Linked DNA regions of Sander lucioperca: region 2 is linked to region 1. The links are chromatin contacts, called in public Hi-C maps. All regions are on one chromosome and are shown on one strand. The core of a region is the stretch at or near the end of the contact, and the rest is flanking DNA. Distances in the headings are between cores, read along the strand shown. Region 1 holds the start of ywhaba (14-3-3 protein beta/alpha-A). Region 2 holds the start of LOC116047765 (U6 snRNA-associated Sm-like protein LSm3).

Region 1 (6,941 bases), core at 3,664-6,163:
ATTATTAAACAATAAGGCTTGATACCAGGTAGAACACCGTGCAGGGGAGGTTAGAAGCCGAGAAAAGGCTTTTAAGATTCCGCCCATACAAGTAACACTAGTTACACAATTAGAAAAAAGAACAATAAAATGGGGTGTTAGTGTACAAAATGCGATGGCTTAGGCTACAATAAGATCTTAAAAGTCATTGTTGATTAGTGACCTTTTAAAAAAAAATTGAATGATGATAATGTAGATGTTGATTGTAGTGATGCCGGTAGATTGTTCCAGAAAGATGCTCCTCTGTATTTCAATTGTATTGGTTAAGGGACGTCTGACAAAATGGGAGATGAATGTCCTCAGAGTGTTTTGTATTGTGAGTGAATCTCTGTGGACAGCATGAACATTTTTTATTATAATATAAGTATTGGATCAGGTGTACATACTGTATTTATACATAGACACACAGGTCTGATATCTGTTCCCATTCAAAATGGCTCAAAGTGTGTGTCTTCTGAAGAGAGGAGCAGATGAATCACATATTTTAGCGAAACTAATCATTCTCACAAATTTCTTTTGGATTTTCAGAATCATGTTTATAGGTACTGTAGGTGGGACAAGTGGTGGCCCAGACAGTATAACTGTGCATGATATATGGTCAAGTAAAGTGTAATAAAAACTTAAAATACAGAATTATGTATCAATCAAAGCACTCTACTCAAAATGCCAAATTACTTTAGAGTCTTTGTAATACATTTGTCGTTTTGAAATGTCAAAATCTTGATTTACCCATGCAAAACACATTGTAACCCTGTGTTGAAAGGTGCTGTACATTAACCCTTGTGTTGTCTTCCCGTCGACCATGCAACCTTCTGTTTTTCTGGGTCAGAATTTCGCTTTTTTATTTTTACGTTTTTGTCACTTTTCGTGACATTTGTTTTTTTCCGCGCTTTTTCTGATTTTTTTGTGAGTTTTTAACGTTCTTTTATCAATTTTTCTTCAAATGCTATTATATTGAACAAAACACCCAAATTCAATGAAAGTAGTGACCTGATCATTTATTTTACTTGTGAAGAGCGTTGTATTGAACTATCCACGTTATTGACAATTTGGCTGAAAGAAACCCACATTTCTGGCATAGCAACCTTCTGAAAACAGGTCAAATTTGAGAAGAAGAGTATGATTCATGTTTTTTAAAGTTTAAATGTCTGAGCGCCTGGTTAGCTCACCTGGTAGGGCGGGCGCCCATATACAGAGGTTTACTCCTCGACGCAGCAGCTACAGGTTCGACTCTGACCTGTGGCCCTTTGCTGCATGTCATTCCCCCTCTCTCTCCCCTTTCATGTCTAAGCTGTCCTATAGAAATAAAGGCCTAAAATGCCCCAAAAAGAATCTAAAAAAAGTTTAAATGTCAAAATAGTGTTTTTCAATTTTTTCTTCCAGACATTTGCATAATGTTTTCTCGTAACGTAATCTTTTTCTCCTCTTCTTTTCTTTTTCTTTAATGTTTCCTTCGCAGGGAAATCGAAATTCATAAAATTAGTCGAATTTAGCATAAGCACTAGTCTATATTCTACTCTAGATCTGAAAGACAATTGCAAAATAATATAACTCTGAATAATATAGAATATAGGTTTAACAACATTTTTCAAAAGATAGATTCTATTATTTAAAATGAGTGACTAATTGACTGTAATAGTGCAGCACAGACAGCAGGGCTGAGTCATGTTAGAACTCCCAGCAGCCTTTGCTTCCATCTAGTGGCTGCCACGCTGAGGTACAGCACAGAGAAGCAGCAGTTCTCCTGACTTACTTATATAAATATAAATATTAAAAAGTATTAGACATGTCACTTCTCACATAGTTATTTGTACCTGTTTCATTTTTCTTAGTTATTTTTTTTGTCATTCTCCGACTACCATTTGTACTTTTTCTTCATGATGCACAGGTGCATGGGAGGCAGAAGACTGTCCCAGCATGCACTGGGCAAGAGGCAGGTCACCTGGACTTCTGACATCACTGGCTGATTTGATTTATTGATTGGTGACTGATTAGATATTTCCTGTTTGCTTGCTCGCTAGCTGATTAACTAGTTTTCTGGTCTTGTGTTACTCCTAAATACTGATTTAGAATGAACTCAACTTCAGAAGATAGTGTCTATGTCCTCTGTGCGCACTACTTTTTACAAAACGAAGCAAAACCATTCAAAAGATTAGTTTCACTGCAGAACAAAAAGTCCTCAGCCAAATCACAAACGCTCGCAGATTAGCCGCTGCTTCAGTTTATATTCCAATTTGCATCAATCCTTTATTTTTTACATTCTCATTTGCATAAAGTGTGTCTTGCCTGAAAAGAATTGACATTAAATCATGTCAGAAGCGTTCTAATTCTCTCCTTCTGCTTAACCTCTTTGATTATTATTGTTATTTATTATCATCGAATCTTTCTTATTTGATTTGTTTGTTTTTTTAAAGTAACTCTATTTCAGGCACGTGATATCCAAACATCTTTTTAGCCACCTTAACCATCTTTGTAGTGGATTGGTACAGAATTTGGTGCAGAAATTGATGGTTTCCAGATAACACATCCTGACTTTACATCTGGCAGCGGCAGCAGGTGGACAATTTGAGCTCAAAGTGAAATGCCTCACTACATATATAGTTTACTAAATAGTGCCCTGAAATATGTCATCAGTGGAATGGAAAAGGGAGTTTTTGAGGCATGGTCGACCAGTGGATGAATGAGTGTGTGTCTGTGCTATGTAAAAGTGCTTTGAGTATAGTCATTGAGACTAGAAAGCGCTATATACAGTCCATTTACATTAATGTGCACTACTTTTTAAAAACACACTTCACAATGCTAGCCTGGATGCCAGCCGAACTTAGCCCCGCCCACAACATTTGAGGTCGGGAAATTCGGTCTGGACTTGATCCGTTGTGGAGCAACAATGCTCGAACCAGAGCTGTTTGGACCAATCAAATTGTCAGGGCGGGCTTTATACGATGATGGACAGATGATCAACAGTAACGTAATTAACCACGTCACCAAAGAGCGCTTGGGTTGAATTTGTTTACAATAAAGGTGGCTGCCGCTGGAGAATTGAGATGTGTAGATTCCGCCATAGCGTCTGTTATAGAAGATATCGACAGCGCATTCATTTTAAAAGAGGAACAGAGAACCGGGATCAAGGCATTTGTCGATCGGAAAGATGTTTTTGCCGTCACTCCTACGGGACGTCACATACTCTGTTGCTCTGATTGGTTGTAGGTCTATCCAATTGAGTGCAGAGGCATTTTCTTTCCTGGTTTGGTTGAAACACGCCCCATAATCACAGCCCACTGGAGCAGTATCAGACTCATAATCTGACTAGAATCTGAGTATGACGACGTCAGGCTACCACAATGCATTATATACATACATACAAAAATGACAGTTATGTGACGCTGTAGTTGTCAGTGATGATGCAAGATGTTGATGATTCACAACTGTTTGGCATCTCACAATTCACCGCTCACTGGAGAAAGGGTCTCAAACTGTAATAACATGGGGGTCACTGGCCAGGAAGTAACGGGCCCTGGAGGGACTGTCAAAATAAATGAACTAAATAAATTAAAAATAAAACAGCTAAAGTGTTCATGTTGACAAGTTGCTTATTTTGCAACCTTGCCAAATAATTAAATGTTTAATATTATGATTAAGAAATATGTATGGGCCAGATAGAACATGCTTAAAAGTGCTTTAAGCCATTAGATTATTTTCTTACTGGGTGGATACACGTCCCAGTACTTTAGGGCCCCTGCTACAGTGTAATTTATTAATTGTCAATTAGCTTTAAAGTATTTAGGTATTACAGGGTTCCCACACATTTTCCATGGACAACATTTTAAAACTTTAACATGACTTTTCCAGGACCCATAATAAAATGTCCATGACCATTTGCAACATATAACACAAACATACTTTACTCCAAATTAACAGGTTTTTTTAAATGTCTCTATGGTCATATTTACTTCAAATACTTCAAACTACAGGAACTGTCAATACATTGTCTTTATTTAAAAATAATAATAATATAATAATAAAGTTTTACAAGCACTTATATCAGTCTGGCACTGGCTTTCAAGCATGAGGGGAAACGGAGCCGATTGTACTTTTAGTGTATTCTTAATGCAGTGCATAAAGGATAGGCCTACGGAAGATGATGCTACTTTAACAATCAATTTAGACAACAAAACAAAATGCCATGACTTTTCCAAAATTTCGAGAATTTTACTAATACTGAATTTTAGCTACTACTACAATGACTTGTTCAGGCTTGGAAAATCAGATTTTGAAATTCCAGGTTTTCCATGACCGTGCAGATCACTGTAATCATATAACAGCCAATGAGTGAACGAGAGAGATTTCCGACAAAGCTTTCGTCTTGTATGTGCCTATATGTAGCCTATATGATAGCTACATTGAGGCTAATTATAATTATTATAATTTTAATATTTGAACATGGTCTATGTGTGTCATGAACATGCTACAACTTACATGTAATTGTGCAACCAAATAACAAATAAATTAAGCTTGTAACCTTCACAAATTAATCAGAGCAAAGAAATTCAATGTATTATTATTAAGAAGGCGCCTTCTAATGTTAGCTGTTGAAAAGATAAATGAATGATTGCTGATGGACTGTGTGTTTCAGGATTTGCAGTAGTGTGTGTGTGTAGGTGGTGTGGTGGGAGAAAACGACCGGCTTGCTATAATACATTAAAAAAAAAAAAAATTTAAATCTGTGTAACCCACACAAAGCTGTGTCAGCTAACACGATGGTGAATTCAAATACGACATGGAGACAGTTGCCACGGAGACCGGCGCACGTCATCCTGTAGCGGTTGCCATGGTCTTTCTGACGTCAAAGCCCCTTGCAAGATGCTCAGGAAACCCCCTGGCGCGGTCGCCATGGATACTGGCGGGGGGAGGGGTGGGGTTTAGAGGAAGCGGAAGTGTCAGAGCAGGCGGAAGTGGTACTGCCCTGAATACCCTGAGCAGCGAGCGGAGGACGGCTTGATTAACTCCCATCGTTCAGAGAATAAAATCGGGATTTCTAGTACGCTCTAAATGTGAGTTCACCTGCATATCACTCGATTATTGTCTTGTATACAGGGTAAGGACACTCTTTCGGGGGGGCACAGCAGCCCCAGCGGTGGCCCCTTTCCTTGCCTTTGCGGCGGAAGGTGCCTATTGTGGTTTGGGGCTGGGTGCGAGGATTTAGGCCGAGACTTGTGGCCAAATAGCGAGAAATGGCCCACAAAAACACCTGGCATGAGGTTGCCCTTGCTATTTGTGCTGTGCAATGTGCTATAGATCGTGGATTTTGAAGGCCCAGACTCCGGTCGATGCCATGCGTGGTGCGCGGGTGCCGTGTTGGGAGGGAGAAGCAGCACCCAAGTCTGGCCATTTTGACAGCTTAGCAGCCGTCGAGAAAGCAGCATTTTAGTAGCTAATGCTAAAGTACAGCCAGTACATGGCACGGTGGATAACGTACGACTAGCACTGAGCTGCTAACTATACCCGGACAACCGACATATTTGGCCTCATTATTCGCATAACAGCGTAATTGACGATGTCTCTAGCTCCGCTCCGTTATGGCGTAGTGAAACGCTATAGAAGCTAACACACCCTCCCTATTTCCCGGGAGTTTCCCATCAAATGCGACCTCAATTTCAATAACGTTTTCTTTACATATCATTTAACCGACATAAGATAACGGTGAAAACGGAACAGAAGCCGTATTTAATCATCTTACTGTTTCAGCTAATAGCTCGGTGTCGGAACACATTGAACTGGGTCATGTCCCGTTAACAGCTAGCTAGCTAAGCTAACTTACGGCCGTAGCGGTAATCTATCTCTCCATCTTAAAATTCCGCAGGGGAATGCGACAAGGAGGGCGTAGTTGTTAGCAGGCCGAACACACGCTACAACCCCGATACTGGGAACTGGACTGGGGAACTGTTTTAAGCGTTTTGTCAAAACGTTTCCTGAGGCAATGATTTTTCAGCTGTTCAGTGTATCTCGGTCTGCTGTTGAAGATGGTGTTTCTCCATTTTCTCGGTGCGCATAAGCCTGTTAACCTTAGTGTTAGCTGTAGTGATTAGGACAGTTTGTGGCCAACAGTGTGTCAAAATGTCCTTTTCACCACAAATAGAAATGATTGTGTAATGTTTTCAGTTAATTTAATGGTGTTAAACTAAAGGCTAACTTCTTACCTTTCTAACCGAATATCATTTTAACCATTTACTTTAGCTTTGTCTTTACAAGAGTCGGGGAAAAGCCCAACTCGGACACTCATCTCCCATGCTATATCTCCGATGTAAAAACTCACTGGGCGCTGCTGGTTTTCGGGGGTATTAACAAGTTATCCAAATTAACATCAATGCTGTCAACACATCCGGGACCGTACTTCCGTCCATCACAATGAAATGGCATGCTTCAACAATTCCAAATTATGCAGTAAAAGCTCCTTAATTTCCACTTAAAAAGTAAAGTTCTTAACTGTTTTCTCTCATAGAAGTCAATTTTGTATAGTAATATGTACATACATGAAAATGTACACGTAAATTCGTAAATGTGTGTAAATTAATTCTATTTGTACTTTGATCGCCCAGGAAAAACGCAGCAAATAGAGCGGAAACTGCGTCAGACCGGATATGCTCAACAACGGCGAAGGGGCCCGGGCATGGAAACAGAGATGCACGCTAGCTAGGTGGTCGGATAACAGCATTGCTAATGTTGAGTATATTGGTGATGTGCCAGACAATTGTAGCTTGCCGAAGAAACCAATCAGGATCAATTCTAGCAGATGTGCGGCTCGCTGCAGCGCTAAATCACTTTAAACTGCAATAAGCTCATTTTTACCCAAGGCTAAATGCTAACTTGAGGAGGCTAAAATGAAACGGATTAGCTTCGAAGGC
Region 2 (7,482 bases), core at 3,951-6,450, 180 kb before region 1:
TTATTATCAGAGAAGACAAAGATCCCTATCAAATACATTTGATTCAGTTTCCTGTCACAGAGGAGAGAAGAAATTAGAACATAATACACATTTAAGAAGCTGGAATCAAAGAATTTTTACTTTTGTTCTAAAAAAATTTACTCAAACCGACTAATCGATTATCAAAGTAGTTGGCGATTAATTTAAAAGTTGACAACTAATCGATTAATCATTGTAGGTCTAGTTAGTTTTACAGAAGAATTGAAGAATCCAAAAACATCCAAGAATTACCTTTTTTATTTAAGTTACCGAAACCAAATCCTTACACATCTTTACACATCTGAGCATGATGTAGTCCCAAGTCCCACAAACACTACAAAAATAATATGTATAAAAAGAAACTTGAACTAAAACCGTCCCAAAGAAACTCAAACTTCCCAAATACTCACAGATCATGGGTTTGGAGTAACTGCAAGACCTTTGCTTAGAACCAACATAAACAAAAATCAAAAATCACATAAAACCCCTCTGCTCAGTCTGTTGTCTGGTAATACTTTTGAAATACTCTCGACAAATCAGGCCAAAACACGTTGACGTACACACCTGAAGCAGTTCAGCTTCTTAAAACCATGATGAGACATTTGAAGCTGGCTCTTGTACTCGTAAAGACTGGGAATAAGAGTAATTCCAGTCATTAAAAATAATATTACATTTTTACTGGTTTACTAAACCGGCGGGGATGGATTAATTGCTCTACTGACGGAAATCAAATGAAATATCCAGGTGGCCTGAAATCACCCACAATGGCAAAATCTATTTAATAATAATTTGCCTCAATGAAAACTTAAAAAAATAGGCCCTCTTTGTCCAAAACATAGTCCTCCTTCTTGCCTCGAGTCACGACATGGTTTATATCCTTGCAGCCCGACAAAAGGAAGTCCCAGCTGTCACAAACGCTCCTCGGCACCAGGAAGTGGTCAGGGTTAGCCCACCCTGAGGGGCGGAGCTACGAGGACAACGCCATCTCCTCGGACAAACAGCATGGGGATGTTCCTCTTGGTCGACTAAAAAGACACCACAAAAGCATGCTATTACTATACAATGGTGAGCCACGTTCTCAAAGGATTCTACAAAAGTACCTCCAAAATTTAGCCTAGAAATCTAGACGCACCCTAGCGGCAGCAAATGTAATTTGCAGCCAGGGTCAGTCTAGCAACTCTCCGTTGGCTTGCGAGCTGGAAAAACCAAACTCTAGTCAGGCCAATCACATCGTGTATAGATCTCGGTGGGCGGGCTTAACATAATTCACTTTTCAGAAAATCCTCTCTCATAGTACTATGGACCTCTGTACTAGAGCTAGGCTGATAAAAAGGCCAACCCTATACTGTATATCAGCCAATATTAGCTTATTGCAGATATACCCGTGTCAGTGTAAATCTGTACTGATAAGTAATAGTTTGTCTACCAGGGAGCACTGCCACCATAAAAAATGAAATGTCAAATGTTCATACAGATTTAATTTTTTCAGACATTTCGGTGCAAATTCTGTCCTTCAAGATCTTGGAAAAACCAAATCCTCGTTCTACACATGTCAAGGGTCTATCATTTCAATAAGGGGACCACAAACATATAGCATGTTGTATATCGAATGCATATTCTCATACAGTATGCATTTAAAACGCTACTTTGGAAGTAGAAGGATGTTGCTGGAGCAGAATACTGTAGTAAAGCAGCATTATTCTGTTGTCTCATGGAAAGCTCAGGATGCCCAGACTAGTGTAGGAGCCAAGATTACCACAGCTGTAGTTGTTCAGTGAGAAGAAATGAGAAACGTTGTACCTTGTACAGTTCTTCATAAGTCTCCTCATCAATCTCCACCGTCGTCACCGTCTCCTCCACGTCACCCAGGATCATGTTCAGGTGCTGATCGTAGGCCTGGGGACAAACCACAATTATTAACTGGGAGAAGTGCAAACACAAGCTTACAAGAGCATAAGAAGGCCTGGCCTGCTCCTCTAAAATGTAGAAACCCACTATAACCACAACTGAACACACTGTCTAGGTGTTTCAGTGTTTGTTTTTTTGGGGCATTTCTGCCTTTATTAGATAGGACAGCTGAGATATGAAAGGGCAGAGAGAGAGAGAGGGGGAGGGGGGGACATGCAGGAAAACCGGGACAGGTCGGACTCGAACCCTGGACCTTCTGCGTCGAGGAATAAACCTCTGCACGTGTGCTCTACCGACTGAGGTCACCGGCCGCGTTTCAGTGTTTTTTTTTTTTTTTTTTTTTTTTTTTTTTACAGTGTAAGCGGATGCCGGGTGTGAATCTTACGTGCAGTCGGCCACGGAGCTCCCGGTCGTTCCTCATCTTGACGTAGATCCTCTCATCTAGACTGAGTCTGATCAGATCGAGCGGCTCCTCGACCGTGTTGGTACTCGGTTGCTGCAGCACACATAAAGGACATTAGTTAGACCTGTGACACATACAGATTTCAACAACTTCAGAGACAACAAGAAATGCGCTGCTGCTGCTTCCACAACCCCATGAGGTTGGTAAACCCATTTGGGATTTTGGAATGGCCTAAACAGAGATAAGTGTTGTTAAACAAGGCCCCTGATATTTTTTTTTTTTAAACATTTTTAATATCACAGGGTTCATACGCATTTTCACCAATACTTTTCGGCAAATTTCCAGGACTATGTTTTCCTGAAAATGTCAGTGGACATTATACAATAAGACTAAAAATCTGTGTTAAAGTTTTCCCCTTAGAGGTTTAACAATAAAATGAATGACAATTTATGTGGTTCATAGTGGGATTCGTAATATTGCGCCCCGAATAGAACGTTGAGGTTAAGACGACGTGAAATACATTTATTAAATCACATATTATTTCGCTGTGTTAAAAAAAAAATCCATGACTTTTCCAAAACTTTCTGGGTCTTTATGTTTTCAAAACCTTTCCAGGCCTGGAATTTGCATTTTTCAAATTCCATAACTTTTCCAGGTTTTTTCAAAACGTATGAACCCTGATATCATTACATTACATGTCATTTAGCTGACGCTTTTATCCAACGCGACTTACAATTGCTACATATGTCAGAGGTAACACGGCTCTGGAGCAACTAGGGGTTAAGTGTCTTGCTCAGGGACACATTGGTTGATGTATCGCACCGCCCCACACATCACAAGGAATTTATTTTCATTCTTTCTTTTAGAAGAACATTTGCTTAGCTCTGTGACTCTGGTGAAACGCTCGGTGCAAAATTTAGAGCTGCAACACAATTTCCCTTATTCAAAGAGGAAATTCAGCCAGCAGCAAAAATCCACTGCGTCCATGGGAGAACAAAATAAACTAACTGACAGTGGAGAAGCTGCAGAAGATCTGTAATGAGAGGAGCAACAACAGAGACCTGAGGAGAGGAAGAAGTGTGTGTGTGTTTGTCTTACAGCTTCTAACTGAGCATGCACACCAAAACACGGTGCAGACAAGTTTGGACTTGTCCATCAACATTTTACAAACCCAAACCAAAACTTTTGGGTCATCTTGAGTTAAATGGCAGAAAAAGGGTTTGGGGAGCAACGCGTGGCCTGTTGGAGGACAGTCCTGCAACTCTTTTCGTTTTCAGTGAATTGTAGTACCATTAAAAACATAGCTAATTCTACTTTGAAAAGTCGATGAGATAATATTGTGTTCTTCACTATAGAACCCACTGGGTTTTCTACATTTCTATACACACATCTGTCGCCGGTTAAAAATCAAATCCAGCCACATTTGTTTAAAAAAAAAAAAGTTAAACTTGTTTAAGAGGAGACAATGAAGGCAATACAAATCAATAATATCTATTGCTAACTTTTGGTTTTGGGCCTTAGTACATATTCAAACATAGATACAGTGCTTGGCATAAGTGAATACACCCATGCTAAAGTTGACTTAAAAAAAGGAATAAAAAAAATCATCTTTTGGAAATTGATCTTAATGCCTTAATTAAAAAAAAATGAGGAAAAAGACAACATTTAAGGACACCAATTTTCTTTGTGAATGATTAATGCATCGTAAATAAATAAATGTTCTTCCTTAAAATACAGGGGGCATAAGTAAGTACACCCCTATGTTAAATTCCCATAGAGGCAGGCAGATTTTTATTTTTAAAGGCCAGTTATTTCATGGATCCAGGATACTGTGCATCCTGATAAAGTTCCCTTGGCCTTTGGAATTAAAATAGCCCCCCATCATCACATTCCCTTCACCATACCTAGAGATTGGCATGGGGTACTTTCCATAAGATCATCTCTCAAAGCAGATCAAACCAGCTATTAGGCTAACTGAAATAAAACCATAGGTCTATAGCCTATTCTGAAGGTTTTTACAGATGGGCTTGTTCATTGATCATTCATAGCTTGATTTATGTAAGATTGTATACCTAAAACGTGGCGAAAATAGATTTTGTATGGCTGTTGACCGTATTTTCTGATATATATGGAGTGAAAGGTTTATTACAGAGGGAATTTTGGATATCTCTTTTTTAGATTTCTGTAGTGGAAATGTATGCAAATGAGATGAGAAAATGCGTCATTTGCCAATTTAAACGTAGTAACGTTAGTTCAAAAAAACATGTAAAACAATAAATTGTTGTCTAAATGTAAGCAACGTTAACTGTTAACGTTAATCAACTTGGGACGTTTCTTGGTTGTATCTGTTAAAATAGTTTCCCTATTTACCTGCAGTGTCTTCCATTAACCAGGTTTTATCCCAACAACACAACAAAGAAAAAAGAAAACTTAACTGAAACACTGTGTAGTCTTATATTAAGCCGTTTTAGCTCTGACTGGTCAACAAAACAGCACCGCCAATCAAACACGTTTTTATCATTTTGACGGTAGCATTACATGCTAACCGGGCTAATTTAGCTAGCTTGTTTGACAGGCCGCTCCCCGCTATTACCAGAGCTAAACAAACAAAGTGACACGTTAATCCCACTAAAACATGCACACAAGTAAAACTATCTACTGGCCTGCTTTTAGGGTAAATATACACACGCTGTGTTAAGGAATAACTGTACAATTTGCCGCTGCTGCACCAACCTGCTCAACTTCGTCCGCCATTGGGTTTGAGTCTGCGTCGTGTGGCTTGACCGGTACGGGGGGTGCCAGGTCCGTAAAAACACGCGATTTTCATAACAGGGCATGGGACGGGCCTGCACTTTTGTTTGCAAGTAATTTCTCCTGTATTAACCTGACGGATAATTATAGCAATGAACAGTGTTTGTTCGGTTAAGTATAGTGTTAACACCTGTTTGCATGTACTGAAAGCAATGTGCAAACAAAATAACGTGATGCAGTGGTGAAAAAAAAAAATAGTAATCATTTAGATCTGAACCAATGACTGTATATTTGCTCTGTCCATTCTTTTTTTTACAGTCTATGATCTGAAAACATCCCCCCCCCCACCACAGTACGCACTACTCATACGTGCTGGAGGATAAACTGCAAACCTGGCAACCGCTAGATATAGATAAGCAGTACCACCACTCTCCTCCTCTTTCTTTTTCCAGACCTTTCCATCCTCCATATCTAGCTAGCATACAGCAAACTGCGCAATGGTAAGGGATTTTTCACCCCCAAACTTAAGTATTTGTTGCGACTTTAGACTAATTTTCATTCACCAGGTAGACGCCTATGTATTTATGCAGGCTATTGTCTTATTTCGAGCGACTATGCTGTAAAACAACAACTGTCCAGTTTGCAGCGACGTTTACAGACTATCGCGTTGCATGTCAGTGTTGTGAGCTCAGGTTAAACTAAGTGTTAGCCACTTGAATTAAGATAGAAAAGAGGGTAAAAAAACCAAAAACAATAATATAATATCGTCAACTGACTGCACGTTATAATCAGCTTGTAAATGTGAGAAGAACACTGCGAGATTTATCCACGTAAATAAATATGCACACATCATTTAGGCGTTTATTTTAGTGAAACATCCATGTATGAAGCTATCTCTTGTCTATGTCCAGGCTTAGCTAGGCTGTATCATGTGACTGTATTCCCAATGTGTTTAACGTTATGCCACGTAGGCTATATGCGTGTCTCCTTCACTAGGTTGGAAAGTTGAATAAAATGTCTAAGGGTGTAACTAGGCTAATTAATATGCGTTTTTAGTTACAAGAAACATGAACTAAAAATAATTTAACACAATATATCATATCTGCGTGTCGTCTGTTTCTTCATGCAGAAATGTAATGAGTTATTCAAACCAACATCTGTTTGAACTGCATTTTACTTATATATATATATATATATATATATATATATATATATATATATGCGGCATATATATATGTATATGTGTGTTCATAATACCTTGGCTGTACCAAGAGTAGGCTACTGTACATCATTATTTAGAATGGAGCTGGAACCATTACTTGGGATTTACTTTCACTTTGTTGTGTTTACGTTCCTTTCTGTTCATATAAAGTGTGTGTGTGTGTGTGTGTGTGTGTGTGTGTGTGTGTGTGTGTGTGTGTGTGTGTGTGCCTCCTGTCCCAGTTCAGCCCAGTGCTCCATACTGGGTGTTGGTGCAGGCTGAGGAGGCAGAGCAGAGCAGTGGCGATACCCATTCCACCCTCGGCTGCAGCATAGCTCTGTGGTGGAAGAGATCCCTGCTACAAACTAAACACAACAGATGACTTGTGACACTAAACTACGCTAGCGTTTGACAGATGACTCACATGTTGAAAGCACTAGATATGTGTGTGTTTGCACCTCTGTGCGTGCTTGTTCTGCTTTAAGAAACAGATACAGAGTGTACAGAGGGAGAGGGAAAAATAGATTTATCAGTAATCATTAACTCACACAGAAGGGGGCGGTGTCCTAGGAAAGGTAGATGGTGCAATAATCCTTATACTGTAACAGACTGTGATAACATTGTTGTCCTCTGTTCACTCTTCTCTCTTTAGCTCTGCTCCATTTTATCACATCCTGCAGAATCCAACGTGGGACAGACCAGCAGCACGGTGACGCCCAACAGCAGTCCAACTGAGAGAATCCGTCTGTTTTAAACTGCTGTAATAAACTGTATCTATTGGTTATTGTTTACGTATATGTAAAAACAAAAAACCCAAAGCTATCGCTAGTGTAGCAGTAGAGCGTGGTTGTTAGGATAGAAGTGTGTTCTTAGCAAAGAAAGTGAGGAAATTAAAAGTAGTTCTCCTGGGAAGTCTGGTAATATTACAGGAGTTGTTAGATGTCATACAGCATAACATACAATTTTACGATTACTTTTTATTGCATTGTTTGTGTTGTCTTTCTTATTAAGTTACACTGAGCAACACTGACATTAACAAGAAAGGAGAACTGTGTGTTTGAACTTTGTATAATTGTGTTGTTAAAGACAGATCACTGGGTATCAATTTACTCTAAAACACTTCTTTTTTTAAATATTTTACAAACTTTTGACAAAACTGTCTCTGCAGCTTTGAGTTCTCAGTTAAGAACATTTTAAAAAT

The links. A called contact is a pair of places that touch in the nucleus more often than the background predicts.
Region 2: a contact with region 1 is called in a Hi-C map of liver, with 18 times the contacts expected there. The contact joins the promoter of LOC116047765 here to the promoter of ywhaba in region 1. A contact is called at or near these places in 2 of 2 Hi-C or Micro-C datasets (liver and muscle).

Annotation. Positions count from the first base shown.
Region 1 is chr16:1,622,694-1,629,634 of SLUC_FBN_1.2, reverse strand. It overlaps ywhaba (14-3-3 protein beta/alpha-A), which reads left to right and starts at 4,913. Exons shown (of 7, transcript XM_031296752.2): 1 at 4,913-5,090.
Region 2 is chr16:1,798,468-1,805,949 of SLUC_FBN_1.2, reverse strand. It overlaps LOC116047765 (U6 snRNA-associated Sm-like protein LSm3), which reads right to left and starts at 5,200. Exons shown (of 5, transcript XM_035993227.1): 1 at 5,063-5,200; 2 at 2,312-2,422; 3 at 1,819-1,914; 4 at 931-1,043. The coding sequence starts at 5,083. The coding sequence ends at 963. LOC118493447 (a long non-coding RNA gene) reads right to left here. Exons shown (of 4, transcript XR_004895402.1): 4 at 6,184-6,256. It overlaps LOC116047767 (a long non-coding RNA gene), which reads left to right. Exons shown (of 4, transcript XR_004104469.2): 4 at 7,101-7,193. LOC116047766 (a long non-coding RNA gene) reads left to right here and starts at 5,461. Exons shown (of 2, transcript XR_004104467.2): 1 at 5,461-5,580; 2 at 6,962-7,068.